Linked DNA regions of Mus musculus: region 1 is linked to region 2. A link is a contact called in public HiChIP or PLAC-seq data. All regions are on one chromosome and are shown on one strand. Each heading gives the region's core, a stretch centred on a gene start, on an enhancer-like site or on the middle of the called end of the contact. The rest is flanking DNA. Distances are from core to core; before and after follow the strand shown.

Region 1 (5,248 bases), core at 1,069-3,568, 89 kb before region 2:
GGTATTTAAATCTTACTTATTCAAGTTCCCAGTGCCCTGGGTGAGGAGCAAAGAGGCAAAGCACCAAATCTCTCCCAGCCCCTTCTTAGGGGCTTACACTTGCTCATCAATGATTATCTGGAGGGTTCCCCAACCAGAGTCAATATTCTTCAGTGCCTAGTTGCAGTAATTATTAAATGTAAATGCCATTTAGAAAATCCATGTTCTAATAAATTTAATAATGGTAATTCTAAGCAATTTGAAAAGCTTTCAGGAAAACAAACAACACCTTGCCAAAAAATATAAACTAAAATCAAAACAACAATTTGAAAAAAGCTAAAATGGCTTTAAGTTTGGAACTACTCAGAAAAGTTGCTGTGTCTGCATAGGAAACATCTATTGCAAGACACATGCTACAATAAGTAATTGCTCAGTATAAATGTTCACTGCCTAGCTGAAACCCTGTAGGAATAGATGCTCTGGCAACAGAGAGCTAACTATAGTAACTGCTGCTTCAGTTCCCATTGTTACTGTTCTATATTCTTCCACAGAATGATCAAATGCTATCCAGAATGTCAGCATCACTTTATATCACAAGCTTTTATACTTAATTTCCATTGTTTTCAACCTAATTTGAAATTATTCATTACATGTTAAACAAGTAGCATAAACATTTTACAATTAGAAAGGTAGATGCTAAGAGTGTTCACTCTGTTGTACATGTATTATAACTCTTAGTAATGGCTTAACATAGCATGTCAAGAAGAATTTCCTGATATTATTTGAATTGTTATAAAAAAATCATGGGAAAGATTTAAAGAAATTATTTTCCATAGCAAACAAACAAACAAGCAAACAAAATAACAAATAAAAACCAAAGACATAAATACAACTGAAGAATCTTAAAAGTAACTGTCTAGTTATTACATAAAAGTCAAGTATATACTACTGAACATGTAAGTGAATTCAGAATAGGACTAGCAATGCAGACAGGTTGTAGTATGCTGTAGTCAAATATAAATTTAACTATCAAAAAAAGTGATGCCTTAGAATTGGAAGAACAGTATATTGATATACTATATACACTATATATACTACAGTATCTATCTATCTATCTATCTATCTAAAACATATATAATACAGCATCATTTTGATAGAAAAAACACAGATGAGATATTCTTGTGATTTGCTTTTGTGCCTATCTTTGACAGCTGTACATTTTATGCAATAACCAGCTGATTAATATGACAGATCTGATCACAGAAACATTTAGGGTGTGCAAGTGCTAGATAAATCTAAATGAGGAAATGCCAAGGATTTAGAGTCATGCATTTGATCTCTAAATACAAAGATGTGTGCTACAACACAGGTTTCCAATTTATCAACAACTTGATTTGGGACAGATACTTACTACATATATTTACAATCACAGAACGTGCTGAGTATGGCTTTCATGCTGCACACACATTAGCTCACTGAAGACTTCACAGTTCTCAGGGGGCATAATTTCTATCCACAAATAACAGCCAAAAGGAAGGCAGACTTCAATTGAAAACAAACTAAATTGCCAATGCTCTATGGCTATGTGGACATGGCAGGGCTGAACTGGACTCTATCACCACTCCATGGGTCCCAGATACTAATTCTCTGTGTTATCCCTAGTACAAGTCTCTGTGTCCCATACAGAAAACAAGGAGTAGATAGTTTAAATCGGCCCTGACTCAAAGGTGCACATAAGCACAAAAGGCCAGGCTAATAATCCAGTGAAATGAACATTATACTAGAGCACAATTTTATATATAAGGTATAATATCCTACAAATAATGAATACCTTTTTGAAAAACAGTTATATTCTTTATTAATTGCTTCTAACTACGTTGATGTTTCAATGACTTGGGACAGCTTCACTTCTAAGGCTTCATGACCCCTACTCCTGGGGACTTGAGTTTTATTTTAAAGAACAGAAACTATGCATGCGAATCACCAACCACAAATCCTGCTTTGAATCACACTGTAAGGACAGAGGAAGAAACAGAGAAGGGGAAGAGGAAACAAGAAGTGAGAAGAGGGGATATATAAAGAGATGGGGTGCAAACTCCAGGCACAAGGACCAGAGTTCCCTAAGACAATATAGGAGCACCCCTCAGACCATCTGCCAGCAGCAGGTGGGTGTGGCCTTGTGACTTGTAGCCTCTGGATCCTTACAGGGGCTTTTATTCCTGAAAACACAGGACTATATAACAAAACATCCTTTTATATTCCAAAGAGTTTGGCTCCCCTTTAAGCGAGATCAAATATAGGACAGAGGATTGTCTACGTAACTATCTCACAATTGGAACTGCTCCAGCAGCCATGAGTCAGCAAGTGAGTCCAGTGTAAACATCTCCGTTTGCTCCTGAAGCAGAGTTAGCTATCAGGTGTCCAAAAAAAGTATCATTAGCACTTATAACGAAAATGGTCATTTACAGCAGCTTAACTACAGATACAGAATGATATCACTGTATTAGGCAAAAGATAAGCACCATAGAGATAAAATACAATTTAATTTATCTCAATACAAAATGTGGAAGTATTTTTCTCAGATATCAGAGTCAAATACCTAAGTTTTGTATATACCAGAAAAATTTAATAGAAACTAATCTTCCTCAGGAAATCCTTACGTTTGAAATTCTGAGATTTTTCTAAAGCCATGGAAAATACATGTGGCAAAAACTGTATCTAAATATTTCTCTTTAAGAAATATAATAGTATTAACCAGCTGGATAGTATTTTTAGGAGTGGAAAATATATGGAAATTCACTCAATCTCCATTATGGTAATTGTTTATTTTTATGAGTTAATTACTCAGGATGTTGCAAATATTTGTATGCATAATTCAGTGGGTAATCAGCGGTGCTCTTCTGGTCTGACTGATGATCTACTGACTGCAGCACATTATGATTTCAGGGAATTCACGTCAGCCCTCTGCACTCTATTGTGCAGATATTATACACTGGTTGACAAGAGGAGTCTTTTAGTGTCAATGCTTTATACAAGGAAGACATAATACCACAGAGTATCAAGAGCAGTTCTTAAAGGAGGCTTCAGAACTCCACCACCTTGCAATGCACATGTCTTCATCTTAGAAGTACTCTTATTTTTTATCTCACAATGGATGCCACTTGTCTTGGTTCACAGACAAAACAGTTGCTCTGACATCCCAGTCCCTATTCTGAAAGGGGAGCTGTGGGCAGGAGGTAGGCGTATGGCCCTATCCACTGTTAAAGGCATAAGCATGCTAAGTTCTCCTCTAACTGCTTTTGCATGCTCAGGTCCACACTGAAAACTTTTACGTGGTTAGTAAAATTTCCCTATTTTATTCATGAGTTACGAATCCATTTCACTTCCCTGAGAATCACAATGTGCCCATTTTCCAGTCTACTTCCTTCAGTTCCATCTTGATACCCTAAGTTTGGGTTGTCTGGCACAGAAAGAAAATGCCAGGACATGTCAGACACGCCATGGGATGGAGCTACAGCAGTGATTTGCCACAGTGCTGATGAACGACTGCAGAGATGCTGGAGGCTGACACTGACTGCAGGAAGGGTGTTGACGGCTCTGCTGAGGAGGCTCCAGGCATTTTGTCTGCATTGGACCACTGCCAGTGACCATTATTGAAAAGAAAAAAAAAAAAAGATGTAAATGAAAAAATTCCCTTTGCCATCCAAATCATCTCACAAAGTGAGGTCTTTCATTGCAATTTTAAAAACACAACCTGCAACGCCAAACAGCAATTCAAAATAGAAATGAGAGTGTGTATGGTCTTCGGGTATTAACTTTTAATTATAATTTATAGTTATTTTAAATGAAATGTTTCTAAATAAAAAAGATAAAGGAGATGTTCATCCTGACAAAGTCTATGTGTGAAGGACAAAGTGACAACATTTACACTAGCAATGACTCAGCACTTAGCATGAGCTTCAACAGGCTACTGCTGAACCAAAAGAAGAAAGCATAGAACAGTCCTGAGTCCAAAGACAGGAAAAGCTGTCCACACTGTTTTATGGTCATTTGCAATATTCACCGAGTCTTAATTTTAACATTACTTTTTTTTTTTAACTTGGAAACCCATTTTTAGAATGGAAACATAAGTTTTCTTTTCCCTGGAAAAATCAACATTTTCCCTAAGTTAATCAAATCACTTAGCAGACCACATATAAACAGTGTCTAACGCACTTTTACTTTGGAATTACAGCTTTGGTCATCTTGAGTAAGCATATAATACATCTTTAATTCCATCTCTGAATTATGAATACTGTATCAATTTATTCTCTTTACCACATAAAATAATCTAATATTTGGCAAACTATTCCTTCCCAACAGTGGTCTATTACAGCATCAGTAATGAGCTGAGCAAATGAAGGCAATGTAAAGAAGTGGCTGTCTTTATTCACCATTCAAAATAACTGACAGCAGGAAGCAATTAGTCTGATGCCTCTCATTTTCTTAGTGAATAAACAATAACAAAAGATGTCTGTGACATTCAAGGCTCAGCTTCCTAATTGGATGCACTATTTGCTTCTCTGGTGTGCCTATGTATTTAAACTGCACTCTGTATCTGTTATAATGTAGAAAAGCCCCCATCGTCAAACTGATTCATTTCCAGAATTTAACAATGAATAAAAATGTCTTTATTCATTCTCCAACAGACCACTTAAAAATAAGTGAGGCATGAGTTTAATTCAGGTATGGAAATGTATCTGCCTTCTTATTAGGTGGTAAGGCTACTGCATTATAATCTGAAGGACTAAGCAAGATGACTCACATAGCAAAATTAAAAGGGATTAAAATTGAGTAAAATTAAGTGGTATAAAGATCAACTTGTAAAACCCACTCAGTGAAAGCTGTCTACCTGCTCTAAAAGCCATTGAAATCAGAGACATACTGTCTTGGAATCAGACACATCTGATGGTATTTAAATTCAAGGTTAGAATATTGTAACTCTGGAATCAAGTGGCAGGAAAAATTCTGGCTGAGATTGCTATGATTAACAGCCTATTTAGCATTTTTGTTTGTTTATTTGTTTTTGTTTTTCGAGATAGGATTTCTCTGTGTAGCCCTGGCTGTCCTGAAACTATGTAAACCAGGTTGGCCTCGAACTCAGATCCTCCTGCCTCTTAGCTTCACTGTAATCACTGAAGTCATTCTCTCTCTCTCTCTCTCTCTCTCTCTCTCTCTCTCTGTGTGTGTGTGTGTGTGTGTGTGTGTGTGTGATAGCTCTTAAGACTTA
Region 2 (5,103 bases), core at 629-3,128:
AAGGTTTCTTCTCAAAAATCTTAATCTAATAAATTTAAATAATTTTTGAACCCTTTACACTTTTTATCAAACTTGACCTATTACAGAAATGAAAGGGCAAAAATATGTAGTTAACCTCTGAAGGTAAACCTGTCTTGTCTGCAATTCATCTAATATAATAATTTATCTCCAAGGAAACTTCTGACCTGGGCAGTAATTACCTCTGCTTTTCACACAGCAGTATTCTCTGCCCTGTGTTAATCAGAGATAATGGATCTCTCTGTGCATTTCTGCCCCCAATTCACACATGTGCATATCATTGCCAATGGTTTCTCACACTGAACAACTTTGTCTCTTGGCCTCCAATCTATATGACTCAACCATTTCTGAATATCAGTTCAAGACCCTTCTTTCCCATGACACACTGAGACATAAACCACATTCCTCATTCTGATATGTCAAATTCAGTTCAGTCCTGCCCTGAGCCTAGCAATGACCCTTCTTTGACCTTCTCATTGCCTTGAATATCATCCCTCTAAAGAAGCAATCTTGAGAAACCACACAAAAGAAAAGCCCTTATTCTTTGTCTCCATTATATAACTGCTCAATGGCCTGGGCATAGTTACCATCATAAGAAACTTCCAGAAAGGGCTTTACTTACCATTTTATCCATTGCTTCTTCCATTTAGACTGTGGGCACCTCGAGGGTGAAAACTTGGTCTAAGTTATCACTGCCTCTCTGGCTTTAGAACCATGCCCAAGCCACAGGCTTTAATACACAAGAACACGGAGATACTCATTTCAAAAATGGTAATTAAAGCTTCTCACTAGATTTAAAGTCTTCTCATACAGCATTTAGTGTCACATCACAACTTTCTGGGTAGGAGAATACAGTGTGTGAAAATGGCTCCACATGGCTCCATATCTAAATCATGGAATTTTGGAGTTGCTTCTCACTTCGTTGACTATTCTTTGAAATTTCCTGATCTTGTCTTAACCGATCACCTTATCTAGATGCAAACTTTTCTGCATATCATTAAATGATGCCAGGAATTGTCCTTGTGATTATAATGTAATTATATTATATAGAGTGTCATTCTCCAGAGAGCCTTCAGTGTGTCATTGCTGCAGTCTGTGCACAGTGCTCACCTATTTGAGTTTTTTCTAAGTCAGAGCTGCACCATGAACATGAGCATCCTTGCCTGCATCCAAGCCATAAGTTGGCCTGCTTTCCTTATCAAAAACTAAGTAGTACAGGTAGATGCAACTTGGAGATAAACACATCATGATCACATTTTGTGACTTTATCCACCTATCCTCTCTCTGAGTTTGTATGTTTTTCTTATTTATAAAAAATCTGAATAGCTCTGGTTTTACGGAATTATTGAGGCTATTAAAGCACCTGAAAAATAACGGCACACAAAAAAAGTTCAGTACATCACCATAATCTAGTCAGCATTTTGAGGGTGGTAGTCTTAAGAGCCAAGGCATGTGTTTATATCTTTCTATTTTATATTCTGAATACACCATCCAGTCAGTTTCCCTAGAGTAGCTCGGTAGCCAACCTCAAGATCAAAACTAGTCCAGGAAGTATTGCAAAACAGCATGCTTAGTTAGGAAAGTGTTCTGACAGAGATAGACTTAAGGACAGCCATGACCTCTAACTGTCAAAGAAGAGTGTCCCATGAATTTCTTGGTGGTAGGGTGGAGGAATGAATTGAAGACAGCGGAAAAACAACACAAAGTATTCCCCCCACTTCAGGATTCTGAAATGCTAGTGGCAGACATTTTTGAACTTGTCTGTTTTTAGCTTAGTGGAAAAGAGCCAACACAGGATGACAGAGAGAGGGAGGGGAGAAGAAAAGAAGATCTTGGTCTACTTACTGTCTTCTGGGACCACAGTTTGGTTTCAGTTCCTTTGACTCAACAAGAACAGTTTCTCCACCTGACAACTGCATGGGGTACAGCCAAGGCTTCTCTCAGGCAGCCATGAGACCCAGCTAGTTTTATTTTGTGTCTTTGATTTGTATATGCAGTTCAGAATTGGTTAAATGTTTGACTTTGGCCATCATTTACTTATTGAGCATGAATTATGTACTGGCCAATGTACTAAAAACAAAAGGCACAGCATAAACAACCAAGGAACTTGGAGTCTGTTAAGAAGAACATACAGGAAAGAGCAGAATTTTAAAAATAGGTCAAAATCAGCCATGGTGGTCCATTCTTTAGTCTCAGCACTTAAGACGTTGAGGCAAGTGGATCTCTGAATTTGAACCCAGCCTGGTCTACATAAGTGAGTTTCAGTCTGACAGTCCTAAACGAGACTCTGTTTGAAAAACAAAATAAACTTTATATGCCCCAGTACAGGGGAACGCCAGGGCCAAAAAGGGGGAGTGGGTGGGTAGGGGAGTGGGGGTGGATGGGTATGGGGGTCTTTTGGTATAGCATTGGAAATGTAAATGAGCTAAATACCTAATAAAAATGGAAAAATAATTCATTATAAAAAAAGAAAAAGAAAATAAAAAGCAAAAAGCAAAAATAATATGTGCTATTAAGAATAGTAAAGAGGAAGGAAGCAAAGAAGTGAGGGAGAGACAGAGGGAGGCATGGAAGAAGGGAGGGGGAGATGGAGGGAGGAATGGAAAGGAGATTCCAGTGGCATGCACACACTGCAACTGTATTTCCGGCAGTTGGGAGGCTGAGGTAGGCGCAGCATCAGTTGTATGCCAGTCTGAGCTTCATATTGTGACCCAGTCTCAAGGAAACATCAAAAAATGAAAACAGAAAGAAGTGGTAGAAAGCTCCTAGGCAGTCTACTGCAATTAAATATGTAGATAGTAATGAGGAGAGACAAGGCCTAGGGACATGTTGAGTTGAGATATGAATAAACTATTGTGTCACAGTGTACGGGAAGAGTATGCTAGAGAAAGAGAAATGAGTATGAGGGGAAAAGAGAGAAAACCTGGGTCAGTAATGAGCTTGGAATATGCTGTAGCAAAAATGAAGACTAGGGCCAGGAGATAGGGAGAGTAAGTTTGAGAAAAGACATGCATGTAGAGATCAAGGCACAGCCACATCTAGGATATTGGATCTCTTCCTAATTAAAATGGAAAACATTTAGAGAATTTCTGAGAAGAGAGCAATATGGTGTAATCTGCAAATGATCAGGCTATTCTGGCAGGCACACAAGAGTGAGAAGAGTTTCTTAGAAGGCTGCAAGAGCAAAGACCACAGCGTGGTATGCTTTGCAGAGGGTGTGGAAGAAGAACCTTTCCACACTTGCTTTGGACCGAGTTCATATTCTTGCTGATAGGTGGAAAACAGCTAAGGGTAAGGGCATCCATCAACTGAGGAACTGGGAAAAGGGTGCTGATTAGTGATCACTATAGTAGATGAAGCAGAAAGAGTTGTGGAAAGGGAAAGGTTGGGTCTAGGAGGATGTTGGAATTTTGACTTCTGTTAACATCTGACTACAACAGTTAGTAGTCATTCCGACACATGAATCCAGACATTGGTAGACAGTTCAGGAAATATAGTTTTCATGTTATTTCAAATTAATAGAAAATTAAAGAAAGAGAAATGAACACATGCAAAAAACAAAAACAAAAACAAAACCATCTGAGCTTGGGAAACTAGAAAGGTCAAGGCTAGATTTTTGAAGAGAAGAAGCAAGGCATTTACTTCAGACTTCAGTTAGTGAATGGACAGAAACTGAAAAATGTATTTTGTGTTCCTAACACAAGCATTGGAGTATGTTTGTAGCTGCAAATTTGTGTGAGTAGACTATAATGAAGTCTTATTAAAGGGATGTTCTAGTATTACATATAAGATAACAGATTTTTCACTGTGTATAGAATGTACAGATTCATGGTTTCTATTTTTCTTCCTTACAGAATGTTTTTTCTGTAAATATGATTCCATGTGCACATTCAACTAAAAAAAAAAAAGAAAAAAAAGCTGTGGAATGAGAAATCCTTAAAATATGGCTACAAATATTCAGTTTACATACTGGAGTTTCCATTCTTTGTAACATCAAAATAATAATTTTAGCTAAGATAAAATGTAAATGTATTTAACTTGAAATGAATTATGAAGTTCAACATATAAATCAAGCAGGTGTCTCTGACTTATATCCACAACATTTAAGTCAGGTTTAGTAGTAGAACTGGCTGTGGTGAGGATTTCTGTACAGTTTGAAAACAAAGTAATGAAGCCCAAAATAAAATTAAACCAAGAAGAATACAATTGTTAAAAATTTTAAACCTAGAGAGGAACTGAGGCAAACGTAATTAATAGCATACCCATACTGCTTGGGAAGGAACAGAAGGAAGGAAACAACAAGCCAAGTCATTTGCAAACAATTATTTGGTGATATTTGGGAGGAGGACAAACAATTGCACAGAATCCCTGGGCTCTCGGGAGAAATTCTGATGCTATTGTAGCTGTACTGTATGGAACTGAGTCAGTATCAAGCACGTTAAAGCTGTCAGGCTACAGGGATCTCAACATGGGAGAAGAATCAAATGTGGAAAGGGGAGAGCAAGAAAAAATGTCTATGAAGATGGTTTTACCTAAAGATAATCAGAATGAGTTCAGAATACCCAGAAAGTATAGAAATATATGCATGGATATAGATGTTTTCACACATGTATGTTGATATAAACATATGTACTTACATGTTTGTGGTTGTGCATGGGCATATAAATCACTATATTCTGGTGAAAGGTTCACGAAAAAAATATGAGTGAAGGGACCACATTTTTAGCTCCACCAACCAAAGACATTGCAAAAATTCTTGAGATACAATGGAATGGATGTTGTGACAGCTTAGTATATCTTTTCACGCAAAAATAAGAAAAAGATCACTAATATGGTTGGTCAATACCATAAAGACATAAAAAAACAAAATAAATGAGACTCTGATGGTCAAATATGTACAATTTGACAACAAATAATTATGGCAACAATCAATTACAAGTCATGAAAGAAAAGCTAGAAATTCCCTGAGCCCAGCAACATAAAGTCATAAATAAACCAGTGTGGAAGAAAAGATTCTTTAGCCTGTAATAGCTTGGAAACAACATGTGTGCATAAAGGAAGTATCACAGTTGAAAGATGTTGTTT

Evidence for each region. HiChIP or PLAC-seq counts read pairs in DNA pulled down with a chosen protein or histone mark.
Region 1: a contact with region 2 is called in an H3K27ac HiChIP or PLAC-seq map of microglia, with 7 times the contacts expected there. The contact joins two enhancer-like sites. A contact is called at or near these places in 1 of 39 promoter capture datasets (the HPC-7 cell line), 3 of 484 Hi-C or Micro-C datasets (the HL-1 cell line, nephron progenitors and spermatogonial stem cells), 3 of 115 datasets of contacts at active chromatin or transcription factors (effector CD8 T cells, microglia and regulatory T cells) and 2 of 9 other capture datasets (adipose tissue and liver).

Annotation. Positions count from the first base shown.
Region 1 is chr3:60,567,676-60,572,923 of GRCm38.p6, reverse strand. All of the region lies in intron 2 of Mbnl1 (muscleblind like splicing factor 1), which reads right to left. Among named protein-coding and RNA genes, the nearest start is that of Mbnl1, 69 kb to the right of the region's middle. Within about 2 kb of position 2,318, at least 121 of the 459 cell types and tissues checked have an H3K27ac peak or open chromatin away from gene starts, as enhancers often do. A contact at or near this core is called in adipose tissue and microglia, where this site is marked.
Region 2 is chr3:60,478,691-60,483,793 of GRCm38.p6, reverse strand. It overlaps a transcript of Mbnl1 not described here. Among named protein-coding and RNA genes, the nearest start is that of Mbnl1, 20 kb to the left of the region's middle. Within about 2 kb of position 1,878, at least 97 of the 459 cell types and tissues checked have an H3K27ac peak or open chromatin away from gene starts, as enhancers often do. A contact at or near this core is called in adipose tissue and microglia, where this site is marked.